2 separate regions of the Mus musculus genome follow, and region 2 is linked to region 1. Evidence: chromatin contacts called from public HiChIP or PLAC-seq data. All regions are on one chromosome and are shown on one strand. Each heading gives the region's core, a stretch centred on a gene start, on an enhancer-like site or on the middle of the called end of the contact. The rest is flanking DNA. Distances are from core to core; before and after follow the strand shown.

What was found. HiChIP or PLAC-seq counts read pairs in DNA pulled down with a chosen protein or histone mark.
Region 2: an H3K4me3 HiChIP or PLAC-seq map of stem cell-derived neural progenitor cells shows a contact between it and region 1, with 2.5 times the contacts expected there. The contact joins the promoter of Msl2 here to the enhancer-like site in region 1. A contact is called at or near these places in 12 of 39 promoter capture datasets (the 3T3-L1 cell line, 3T3-L1-derived adipocytes, cranial neural crest and 8 more), 1 of 484 Hi-C or Micro-C datasets (cortical neurons), 8 of 115 datasets of contacts at active chromatin or transcription factors (bone marrow-derived macrophages, embryonic hindbrain, embryonic stem cells and 4 more) and 1 of 9 other capture datasets (adipose tissue).

Annotation. Positions count from the first base shown.
Region 1 is chr9:100,601,704-100,608,134 of GRCm38.p6, reverse strand. It overlaps a transcript of Stag1 not described here. Among named protein-coding and RNA genes, the nearest start is that of Slc35g2, 34 kb to the right of the region's middle. Within about 2 kb of position 2,059, at least 102 of the 459 cell types and tissues checked have an H3K27ac peak or open chromatin away from gene starts, as enhancers often do. A contact at or near this core is called in embryonic stem cells, stem cell-derived epiblast-like cells, stem cell-derived neural progenitor cells and 1 more, where this site is marked.
Region 2 is chr9:101,071,182-101,077,570 of GRCm38.p6, reverse strand. It overlaps Msl2 (MSL complex subunit 2), which reads right to left and starts at 2,809. Exons shown (of 2, transcript NM_001100451.2): 1 at 2,151-2,809. The coding sequence starts at 2,292. It also overlaps the pseudogene Gm46140.

The DNA.
Region 1 (6,431 bases), core at 810-3,309:
CACTCCAGTCCTTTATAAGCTGGTGCATCTTTCCTTCTCTTGCCCTTATTCCCACCACCTGCAACCATTTCCAGGATGTGGCTAGCAGCCTAAACCTGTGACCTTAGCTTATGAAGTTGACTGAGGAGAACCTCTGAGCAGGGGATGCTTCTATCTCTAAGCTTATGACTGACAGTTTAGAAATTACAGAGGACAATTTTCATGTCTCAAGGCAGAAGCAACCCTGTAGTATAATTTGGGTCCTACAGTTCACTAGTTACTTTGGTGTTGTTGCAATAGATACCCAATAGGATGGAGGACCTGTTAATTCCTAAGTTTTGCTGGAGAAAAACTAATTATGCCATTTTGGGCCAATTTAAAGCAAGCTTTATTAAGTATTAAATACTGATAAAGACATGGACTTTGGTCAGACCATTGCCTGGAATTTCCTAGTTGCGAATGACCTCCAGCCACATATTGCAAGGGATTATAAGGACAACCCTATAGGTCACCATATAATCCCATTCTTATTTTCCAAAAACTACAATTCCCAGCATTCCAGGAAGTTGCTGGGCAGGTGGGGCTTGCAGGTTACTTTTGGCCATTATAATGAACTTAAGGTGAGGAGTTATTTTAGCTCATGGTAATGGAGGAGACTCAGCAAGGAAGGCAGAGCAGAGCAACTCCACTAAGGGAGGGAGGAGTGTGTGGTAGAAGCTATTCACGTCACTGGGAATCTGGAAGCAGAGAGCAAGACAGGAAGTGGACCAGATACAACCTCCCACGACCTATGTCTAGTGAGACTTCCACTAGCCAGGCTCTACCTCCTACAGGTTCTCTAGTCAATCCCAAGATAGCCTCATTTTCTGGGGAAGAAGTATTTAAGCATAAGCTATGGGGGATATTTCAGATTCAAACTATAACGTAAGTGTATGTTATCTTCTCCATGAACAACACTCAGCCAAGCCTAAGCTATGTCAAGATTTTCATAGATACAAGGTCTTTCTCTTATGAATGCTCCCTATCTTCTTTCAGTTAATCCTAGCCTTGGGGGTTTCCTTGTATGGAGCCTCAACTAAGACAGTGACATTTTTCTTTTTTCTTTTTTTTTTTTTGTTTTTTTGTCTTTTGGTTTTTTGTTTTTTTGTTTTTTTGTTTTTTTTGTTTTTTTATTTTTTTGAGACAGGGTTTCTCTGTGTAGCCCTGGCTGTCCTGGAACTTACTCTCTAGACCAGGCTGGCCTCAAACTCAGAAATCTGCCTGCCTCTGCCTCCCAAGTGCTAGGATTACAGGTGTGTGCCACCACTGATCGGCCCAGTGGCATATTTCTGATTCTGTTACTGAATGTGTGGCTAAAGTTACACTACAAGACAAGATTGGTTGCATGACTACCTACACCTCCTAAAACTCCTACAGAATTCAATACTTACGTTGTTAGAGTCCCGATGTTTAAAAAAAAAATAGCAGCATAGGTATTTAGTGCACACATTCAGAGAAAATGGAATAAATGCATGCATGTATGTGTTTATTTCTCAAGAGACTTGGTAAGTGTGTGTGTGTGTGTGTGTGTGTGTGTGTGTGTGTATTTGCACGCACATGTTAGCATGACTGCTAACAGGAGAAGGGGTAATTATGCATTATAACCATAAACAAAGAAGCAGAGCTGGACTGGAAAACCAAAACATCTCTCACTCTGCCAAGAGCCAATGCTCTGCCAATGACCAATCGTGCCAAGCATCTGTGACCCTAAACAGACCTCTCACTTTACAACTGAAAAAATTACTCTAGACAACGTATTTGCTGTTTATTTGCCATCTGGCGAGTCAGGGAATTACTTCAAATAGATGATGAGACTCTGCTTCTCTGTTTAATAGAATTACTGCAGAAAGCAGCGACTACACTTCTGGAAACAGGTCGCTTGCTGAGTCATTCTCCCTTGCTTGCGACAAGCATTTCACTTTGCATTGAATTTTAATGTGATGTGTCTTCATCTTCCCCAGCCCCCTCTCCTGCACTCTGCTAGACAGTAATTCCTCTTTGGCTGAAGTGACGTCACCTGCCTAGCTAGCATGGTCAGGCAAGTCTTGCTGAGAGATTCCAGACATTCTCCACAGCCTTTCTCATCCCAAGGTCACCTGGGATCTCTGCCCTCAGGGATCCTGGGTGAAAGAACTCTGCATCTGGAGGAAGAATCAGTTTGTTTCAGCGAGACATTAGTGAAATTCCAGACTAAACTAAAGAAAAATCTGACTACTTTATAAAACATCGCCCTGAATTAAAAGTAGGATTTCCATCAAGTTTCCTGAGATTATGTCAATGTTGAAAGCCACTGAGCAATCTTATTCTACAGAGATATTTGTTACAAGCTTCATTCTGGTTTGAAGCAAAACCCAAGTCAGGAAGACCTACTAGAAGGCTGTTTGGGTAGTACAAAGGAAGGAATTAAGGCTGGATAGGGCTCAATGGTTAAGAGCACCTCCAGAGGACCTGAGACCTATTCCCAGACTCAAGTTCCATGTTGGGCAGCTCACAACCATCTGTGACTCTGGGGGGTGTAGCTCCAGAGAATCCTACACCCTTATTTGGCTTCCATAGCCACCCATGTGTGTAGTATGCACACACACACACACACACACACACACACACTAAACCTTTAAAAACACACACACACAAGAGAAAGCCAGGCAGTGGTGGCACATGTTTTTAATCCCAGTACTCTGGAGGCAGAGACAGGCAGATCTCTAAGTTTGAGGCCAGCTTGGTCTACAGAGCAAGTTCCTGGACAGCCAAAGCTACACAGAGAAACCCTATCTCAAAAGTAGAACAAAACAAAACCAAAAACCAACCAACCAACCAAACAAACAAACAAACAAAACACACACAGAGAACCTCTTTAATAAAGAAAGTGATCAGAGATGCCTTTTAGGTCAAACTGACAGCCTCCAAAAATGTCTTGCTTCACTATGCTAAATGAGGTGGGGCCTGCCCTGCAGATACCAAAAGAAATCTCTTAGGACTACTGTCCTCAGAATCTCCCCTGAACAGTTGCTATAGCTGCCACGAGCTGACAAGGGGAAGGAATCTAGTTCAGAATATGTAACCTTCATAATCAGGCCTTGCAGCTGCAAACAAGCCTTATGACTTGGTTCACTAACACAAGAAGAAGAGAAGAAGAAGAAGAAGAAGAAGAAGAAGAAGAAGAAGAAGAAGAAGAAGAAGAAGAGGAGGAGGAGGAGGAGGAGGAGGAGGAGGAGGAGGAGGAGGAGGAGGAGGAGGAGGAGGAGGAGGAGGAGGAGGAGGAAAGAGGAGGAGGAGGAGGAGGAGGAGGAGGAGGAGGAGATGTATTTTTATGGCTACGTTCATATATAGGTGAATATAATTATATACTAAACTGAGAACGTGACACGGGCAAGAGTGTGAGAGAGGAAGAGAAAAGAGAGAGAGGCTAGAGAGAGAAGACTAGGAGAGAGCCAAGAGGACAGAGAGAGAGAGAGAGAGAGAGAGAGAGAGAGAGAGAGAGAGAGAGAGAATCTAGAGAACACAGGGCAAATGGTCAAAACAACAGTTATAACAGGAATGGGAAGCCAGGGAAGGGAAATGAAGCTCATGAGCTGGAGAGGTTTTTTTTTTGGGGGGGGGGGCAGGGTGAGAGGAGCTGAGAGGAGCTGGGATGCCGGCCAGCAGACTTTCTAACAGGTACTTGCAATGCCAAGGGAACCTAGAGGCCAGCATTCGGTTTGGTATGCTAATAGGCACCGCAGGTAGCCATTTGTCCCTAGGTTTCTTTGGACTGACAATAATCTGAGCTAAACTAACGTTCAGCCAATTAAATATGCATGAAACTTTCAAGTTATCTATTTTTAAAATATTTATTTTTTATTAATTTTCATTATACGTATGCGTGTGGATATATACATACATGACTGTGTAGATGTCCATGGAAATCATGGGTCTGAGCTCCTGGAAGTAGAGTTACAGGCAGCTGTGAGCCACCCTACTTGGATGACAGGGACAAACTGGGTCCTCTGCAAGACCTGCAAGTGCCCTTAACCACAGAGCCACCCATCCCTCCAGCCTAACTTAGCTGGTTTTATATCTACAATTCAGTGATAATCAGTACACTAGGTAAGTTTTTTATATACCTATTGTTATAATTTCTCTGACTTTAAGCAAAGTTAAAAGTAAAATATAAAAATGCTGTGGACTCTCAATATTTTATTTGCCGTGACTGCCGGATAAGTTGGTTCTGCTTGTTAGTTGGAAAGAAACAAAAAGGATCAGAAAAAGCAAAATTAAGTTGGACCCAAATTAAGTTTATAGTCCACACATACAAAATGGCACTTTACCTGATTTCGCCTGATTTTTCTCCTCAGGAGCTATAGCCAAGAAGAATGCCTGGTGGCAAGGCGGAACACCAACTCAGCAGACTGAGATCAAGTCCGGTTCTTGCCAGTTCCTCACTATGAATCACGCTCTGTGATGTGTGTGTGTGTGTGGGGGGGGGGGGGGCGGCTTGGTGGGGACCAGCCAAGGAGTGATGAGGGAAGGGATATTAGTGCCAGCCTTTCAGAAGCACACTAGCTCCAGGCAAAAGGCTGCAACAGAGACTCCGGATTAATGATTCCCGTAGGAGTCTCCAAGGATTCTCTAGGAAGGACCCAGACTTTAGCAGAGGACACAGGTACCAGTCATTGTACAAACTAATGCACGGAGAACCTATAGGTGAAGAGACTAAGAAGTCAGGAGCAAATGCCAGGCAGATCCTCTGTGTGTTCCTTTGCAAAAACTTGGGATAAGTCCCCTGCTCTTTGCGGCAGTGGCACCTCTTGGCTGGAGCTGTATGCCCTGTGCTTCTCTCCTAGCCAGGGCTTTTCCACTGAGTTTATACCCAGGACCAATCGCCCCTTTTGCCTGTTTCCAGTTTCCTGGCAGCTCCACCTTTTTCCCTGCTATCATTCTAAATGTGTGAAATTCAAACTGTAACACCCAAGGTTCAGAGCAGAGGTTGCAAGCTGACAAGCCACGGGGCCACATCTGTCCTACAGACAAACTTGGCTTATTCAGATCTCTCAACTAAACTAAATGCCAACACCCAAACTCAAGAAAGAATACACCAAGATGTGCATTTCTGAATTTTTCTATGAAATAGGCAACATTTCCCTCGTTGGCTTTGCTTTTCAGATGACAGTGGCTGGGGACTGCCTCTTCTAGACAGACAGAAGGCTCCAGGGAGCTACAACCTCACTCAACCTGTGTTATAATTCCCTTGTCCATAGGTGCTAGATCTACTACCTCAGCAATCAAAGCCTGAAGCTTTTTCTTACCTGCTGAAACTCATCTTTCCAAGACAGATGCTGGTCAGTGGGAGACTCCATGATACTGGCACCTAGACTCCAAGACCATCAGGCTCTGTGTGTTGGATTCTTGGAAAAACATTGTAAATATGTTTTTCCAGCAACCTTGATCTAATGAATGGGTCGTCCCTCAACACCCAGCTGCCCACTTCTGCCTCCTGATACTTGTTCTAAATCTGGTAATAGAATCTATACCACACACACACACACAGAGAGAGAGAGAGAGAGAGAGAGAGAGAGAGAGAGAGAGAGAGAGAGAGAGAGAGAAGAGAGGATATTGCTGTGTCCTTGTAGGACACTGGTTAGATGGTTCAGAGGTGCCAAACTCTAAAGATTCCATCAATTAGATCAATTGGAGGTTGAAGGACCTCCATGAGACTTGGGAACCATACAAACATCACAGCCCACTTGCCTCTGACATTGGACCAGCTGTAAGCATCTGTTCTGTAATCCCTTAGACCAGCTGTAAGCATCCACTCCAATTCCCTGGACCAGCTGTAACCATATGCTCTGCAATCTCTGCTGACATTGGCCTTGCTTCCCTTTTTACCTCCATCTTGTTTTTCTGTTCTCCAATTATAGTACACCGAAAGTTTCCATATGTTCTCTGCTTTCAGCCATAGTTCTTGTGATTTCTATTCAGATGAAATTCTCATTTTCATTCATCCCACACCCACTTCCAGCAAACTCATCCTTTCAGACCATATACAAGAACCAGATATGATGGTAATGGGTGTCTTTGCATTTGGGCTTGGAGGCAAGAGGATTTTGAGTTCAGAACTAGCCTTGTCTACATAGCACATTTAAGGCCAGCCTGGGCTTCTTGAGATACTGTCTCATAAGCAAACAAGCAAAACAAAAACAAAAGAAATAAAGGAAAAAAACTATTGAAGTGGTACCAGGTCAGTGGCATCTCCTTTGCTCACCTGCAAGGGAACTGAATGAGGTGGAATGACTAGGTACCTGTCCTCCAGAGACTGAGCGCTAGAAAGAGATGAGACTCCACCTGGAGGTAGGGAGCCCATCAATAGATCTGCGGATAAGCTAACACCTCCTCCAGATCACATTCTGTTTTATTCTGTTTTTGGGGGGTTTTGT
Region 2 (6,389 bases), core at 1,560-4,059, 470 kb before region 1:
ACATAAAAGTAATCTTTTTAATGTGACTTTATATTTAATGTCTTTTTTAAATCCATGTTTAAATTATTAAGGCCATGCTTAGTTAAACCATCTCTGAATAATTTAAAATCCCACCTGGCGTGGTGGAACACACCAAGAATCCTTGCACTGAGAAGACTGAGGCAGGATCTTCATCAGTTTGAAGTCAGCCTAGTATATGTAGTGAGACATGTCTCGGAAAAATAAAAGAAAGAGAGAGAGAGAGAGAGAGATAGAATATAGTGTAGAGCAGGATGCTTATCTGGCCCTTGAAAGCCCTGGGCTGCCCACTCAGCGATGCAAAAAGCAAAGGTTTTCAAGTTCCAAGCACCGTCCACAATCACCATTTTCTAGCAGAGCTAAGACCTGCCCATCTGGTAAAGAGGGTTAACATATTTTCAAGTGTTAGCTGAAAATGCCTTTACTAAGTACAACTGTCTACAGAATAATATGGCCATGACCTTACTGACCTGTCTGTCCCCTACTTTACCACTTCAACAAACCTACTGATCCTCCTCAAAAACAAAGGGGGAGGCATGTCAGGGAGAAGTTGGGCCACACCAGAGCCTCAAGCTTACACGCTCTGTAAGTGAACTCAGAGGCAGGGCCCTGATTTTGATGACCAGCGCCACTAAAAAATTAAAAATGAGACTGCAAGAGAGAATACCATTAAACCAAGCAAATTCTCAGTCCACTCCCCTTGGCTTTATCTAAACTGAAAGCAAACTAACAGCACCTAGCCCTAAAGCCCTCACTTCACACACCAAGACGCTGAGGCCTAAGGCAGCGGTTTAGTCATCTGCTCTGAGCGACTGCTTCCCTGTAAGTACTGTGTGTTAGTCGTCAAGGCAAGTGCTTAATCACTTGGTTGCTTAAACGCTTACGAAATTAAGTACCTAACCAGGAAAAACCCAATCTCCACCCTTTTGGCACCCCTCAGAGTCCGGCCCTGAGCTATACAAAAATGATGGATGAATCCTGAATACCATTTCTATGGCTCAGCCATTACTATCTCCACTTCAAGGGCCTCAATGTCTAAATTGTGACTGAACAGAGAGTCTGGGTTAACAAAGCCTCCAACACAGTAAGTGGAGAACATCATCAGTACTTCCTTGTTGCTCTCATTTCTATTAAACGTCTCGTTTTCTAATAGGCGGAGGACTTATACCATCTCAAGAGGGACAGAGGATAATCGTTCTGGTTTTCTGAGTGTCAAATACTATTTGTGCCCAGTTAACACGAGTCATCACCCTTTAAACACTTTCCAGTTAGACAATATTTTCACTCATCTCTTACGATTGATTAAGTATTGTAACCGACAGGGGCTAATACCCTTTGAAAAAAATCTTAAAATAATCCTCTGAAACGGGACATGGCTGTGCATGCCTGAAATACCGGCATTCAAGAGACTGAGACACTAAGACCACTAGTTCGAAGTCCGCCTAAGCTACATAGTAGGAACCTGTCTTAAATAAGCAAGTAAATAAACAATGCGACTCTGCCAGGCCACCTGACATTAAAACTACAGAAAATCTAGTCTGTAAAAAGATCTCACCAACTAAAAAGTACCATCAGCTTCATTAGGTCAGTGCTAACCTTCAAACCATCTGTTGTAGAACCTGGGGCACTGAGGTCTCTGGCTGGAGGTGCATCAAGATTATACCATCCACCCTCTGCAAAACACGAGTGCAGTGCATATTTCTTAACAATGTTTGACCACATTTAATGACAATGGTATTCAATCAGTTCCCGCAGCAGAGGTTTTAAAAAGAAGGCAGCATGCCGCTGGCATTTCAACCCCATTTAAGACATCACCGCTATACGTGTGAAGCCGTCGAAGAATTTTTTAAAATGTATTTTAAAAAAATAAAACACCAGAAAGATGTGTCAAAGCGAAATAAAACCATTTTGAACGTTAAAGCCTCCGTACAAAGGTGGCTGAAAAAGGCTCTCGGCCTTTCTGAAACGCCGGGCAAAAGTCCCTGGGCGACTTTCAAAACTAACGACCGTGTACTACTGCACAGTACCACCCCTTAAGACGAACTACCGGCCGGCCAACCGTTCACGTTACTACTGCCAAAGGAACTTTAGAAAACAAGCAGGGAAAGGGGAACAATAAAGAAGCGTCTCACCGCAAACACAGCACGAGAGGGACTGTCGGAAGTAAGGCAAGAGCCTGTTAATCTCTGTAAACGCCTTGGGGTCTCCGGGGTCGTAGTTGAGCACTAGGCGGCTCGCGGAAATGTAGAGAGCAGTAGCATTCACCGGGTTCATTGCAGACACTTCGACACCAATGGCTCCCGGTTGAAAAGAAATTCCGGATCCAAGTTTGTAAGCAGCCAGGGAACAATGGCGAATTTAAAACAATTCGGAAGAAATCTGAGCAGAACCCCTGGCCAAAGCAGCAACCAAAATCCGTGCAAGTTTGTGAAGCTGAAGCAATCCTCCCACACATGGGGGCCTCGGCGCCCCTCCTCTGTCCCTGAGACTTGCAGACCAAAGAGAGACAAGCGAAATCAGCGATCGAGTTCGTCCGACACGGCCGCGGCTGGGTGCTCCGGACGGGCTCCGGGTTCGCTCTAGCCCCGCGGCTCGGCGGGCGGCCTGCGCTCGAGCAGCATGTCCGGCCGCGGAGGCACCTCCGGGTGGAGCTGGCGCGCACGGGAGCGGGCCCGGTGGGGTCCAAGCGGTCCACACGTTTCTCTTCCGACGGCGGGGCCCTTACTCCATCGCAGCGACGTCGCGGAGGCAGCGGGACGGTGGGGACTACGGCGCAGGCGTCGGATTCCCGGGTCTAGTGCCAGCAGCCGCGGCGGCGGAGGTTGCTGTTGCTGCTGTGGCTGCTACTGCTGCTGCTGCTACTGCGGCGGGAGCGCGCCGCTGCCGTTCTCGCCATGCCGGACGCGGGGCCCACGCTGCGCCTGGCGCGGCAGGCGGGCGGGAGGGAGGCCCCCGCCCGAAAGGGAGGCCCGGGAGGAAGTGCGCGCGGGGCCCGGCGGCGGGAGGGGGCGGGGAGCAGGCCCGGCAGGCAGGCAGGCAGGCAGGCAGGCAGGCGGCGACGGCGGCGCCCCTCCGCTTCTCAGCCGCACACTTGGGGTCACCAGCGCAAGCGCCGCCCCCTCACAGCCCGGCCATCTTTTCGGCACGGCACGGACGACTCCTCCAAGCGCGACTGCCACGGTGCTGCGCCGCCGCCGCCGCCGCCGCCGCCGCCGCCTGCCTGCCCAGCCGCGGTTTAAGCGAGCTCACCCCGCCAGGCCGCCGCCGCCGCCACCCAGCGCGCACGACCAGGCCCGCTGCAGGCCCCTCCCTCGCGCCTGGCCGCCCTCACGCTTCTTCTCGCGCCGCTCTAGCTCCGTTGGGCCGGGGCTACTCCGGCCGCAGTAGATGGTGCGGCGCCTCAGGCCCGGCCGGTAACGACGACCGTTACCCCAACGGGCAAAGACACTGTCATCCCCGAGCCTCCCCCGCCGCCGTCGTCGCTAGCCCTTGTACGCATGCGCACAGCGCGCTCTCACCCCCCCTCCCCACCCCCACCCCCCGCCCTTCCTCTCCCTCCGCTTCCCTTTTCCCCTGCTTCTCCTCTAAAAGCCCCCTCCACACCCTCCCCGCGCTGCCGGCTTCACTGCGCATGCACAAACCCCCCCAACACACCCACCCCGACCCTACCGCCTTTCGCCCTTACGCGTGCGCTTTGACCGCCCACCCAGAAAACCGGATAAACACATTAGCCCGCTCACGCCAGCCCCGCCCTGCCCCGCCGCCAGCACACCCCGAGCTCACTGCGCATGTCTGGCTCGCCACTTACGGTTCCGTGCACGGAGCATGCTCGGTTTCGAGCCGGACGCGCTCTCCGCCCCTCCCCCACGTGCTCTCCAATCCGGTCTCCCAGGCGTGTGGGTTGTGGTGAATTGGGGTAGCGGGCACGGTCTCCCCTCGCGTGGGCTGCCCGCGTCGCGCCGTGGGGCGGAGGTGGGGGGAGGGTGTTCGGGGACCGGAGTTGACCCCAGTGGGAGGATGGCAGCCCAGCCCCGGCCTCGCCGGCCTCCTCCCGGAACCTAGCGCGTGGCGGGCCGTGGACTAGGCGCTGGCCCACAAGTTTGAAAGCCACTCCTCTAGGTCCCCAGCGAGCCTGCCCTTGTGCGTGGACACAGCCCGCGATGTATGCTCTGGTTCTGTAGAGTCCGAAAGTGTCTGAGTCCTTCGTTGTTCTGCATTAAAACACACACACGCACACACAAAGCTTTTGCCTTTTTTGCAGAAGGCTGAGGACACTTGGATATAAATAAAGCCTAACAGCGTGATTCTCCCCTCTCAAAATACAAACCCGTTTTTGGGTAGCACAAATAGAAACTGCTCTTCCGACATGATATTTTTTGCACATACTAACGCTGTACACGTTCACAAAGTGAAGCTTATGAGGTGTGCAAACCTTTTACATATGTGTGCTTATGGTATACCAAAATGCTAATTTTAGGGACTGGCCCATAAGTTATCAAGGAAACACAAACAATCTTACGACTTGAAGACAGATTCTGTTTTTTTGTTTTTCTTTTAGTAAAGCCTAACATACAGTACCAGTAAGAATCCAACTTCTTAATTTTATATATCAGCAGAGTAAGCTGTGGAGGATGTATTTAGTAGTCACACGTGGGAAACGATATGTATTCTAAAATTAGCTCATTTTAAAGGCTCCATCTGCCATTTTCTCTTTATGATAGCTATTTTCTAAGGTCACTTCCAAACAAAACCGTTATACAGATCTATTTTTATTCCAGGTTCCTCTTAGGTCTTCTTCCACTGCACGCAGGTTGCTCTCCTCCAAAGGAGAAACTTGAAGGATAAAAGCCCAGGACTGCTTACATCCAGGCAGGCAGCATAGATGAGTCGTCACCCTGGGAAACAGACTACTTGCAGGCATTTTTTTCCCCCTGTAACTAGATTTTTAAAATCTTTGGGAGTTGCACACCCCAATTTAAGATTAATTCTATTGATGGTCTGTGTGAGTCAGAGTTAAATCCATTCTTTTTTCAGCTTCTGAATTGGTTGCAACTGGTAATAGATTATGGCACTAACGAGCACATCAACTTGAACTGTACCCCTTTCTTTTATTAGCCTGCTTGAGCCTCGCTTGAACAGGAATCAAATGGATTGTTTATAGAAAATGAATTGCTTAACCTAAATATTTAGGGGGAAAATCACATAAAGGTCAAGCCCATTAAGAGTGCCCACCTAGCCGGGCGTGGTGGCACACACCTTTAATCCCAGCACTTGGGAGGCCGAAGCAGGCAGATTTCTGAGTTTGAGGCCAGCCTGGTCTACAGAGTGAGTTCCAGGACAGGCTATACAGAGAAACCCTGTCTCGGAAAAAAAAAAAAAAAGAGTGCCCACCTAAGATCTTTTTATATATTAGCCATTTTAGGGGGAAATCCGGTTAATGTCTTGCAAGTGATTACTTGACAGCCAATGTATACAGCCTGGGTGTAAAACTGCCAGTTATCTGAATAAATGCTCTATTTTACAATAAGTAGTTTGTGATTTACAACATTATTTCAGAGAAGGTTGTATATTCTACACTATAATTAGCATCATATATCTATCTATGTGGTATATTTCTCACATTTAATGAATCACTATGATAGCAATAACTAAAACCCATATTTTTGCCTGAGTTACTTTCACACAGCTGTGACCACAGTTCCAAAAAGAAACAAGATTTATTTCACTCATGGTTTCAGAGGGTTTCAGTTCATCTTAGTGGGGGAGACGGGGTCCCCACATGCAGGCTGTTCATACCACATAAGCCAGGAAACAGGGCTTCAGGAACAAGGGACGGAGTCTAACATCCAAAAATTTACATTGAATGCCCTGCTTCTACCAGCTAGGTCTCAGTTCCTTAATGACCCCCAAAATGGGCAGACCATCTGGGAAACAAGTATTCAAAACATGAGCCCAGAAAGGTGTTTCTGATTCATATTCACATCGACATTCACATTTAAATTTCTTCTAAGACCCTCTTTCTGTTCCAGGAGACCACATTAATTTAGACACACTGTCTCCTTGGCTTCCTCTTGGCATCCAAGTAGATTTTCATCTTCTCCGACAATCTTCAGTGCAGGCTGTTTAGTATTCACTGTTTATCTGAAATTGAGATTCAACAGCATTCTGCATTTTATCTGGCAACCTAAGGTATGTTGACTTTTTTTGATGACTGGGTCTAATTTGGTAACCCGGGCTGACCTCAAATCCTGGGTCCTCCTCAGGCTCTGAATATTGGTATTACAGGCATGCAGAGACTCCAGGGTCAGCATTCTAATAGTCCTGCTAATGGGGTTATAAATTGATACAATATTTCTTAAGGTCAACTGGCA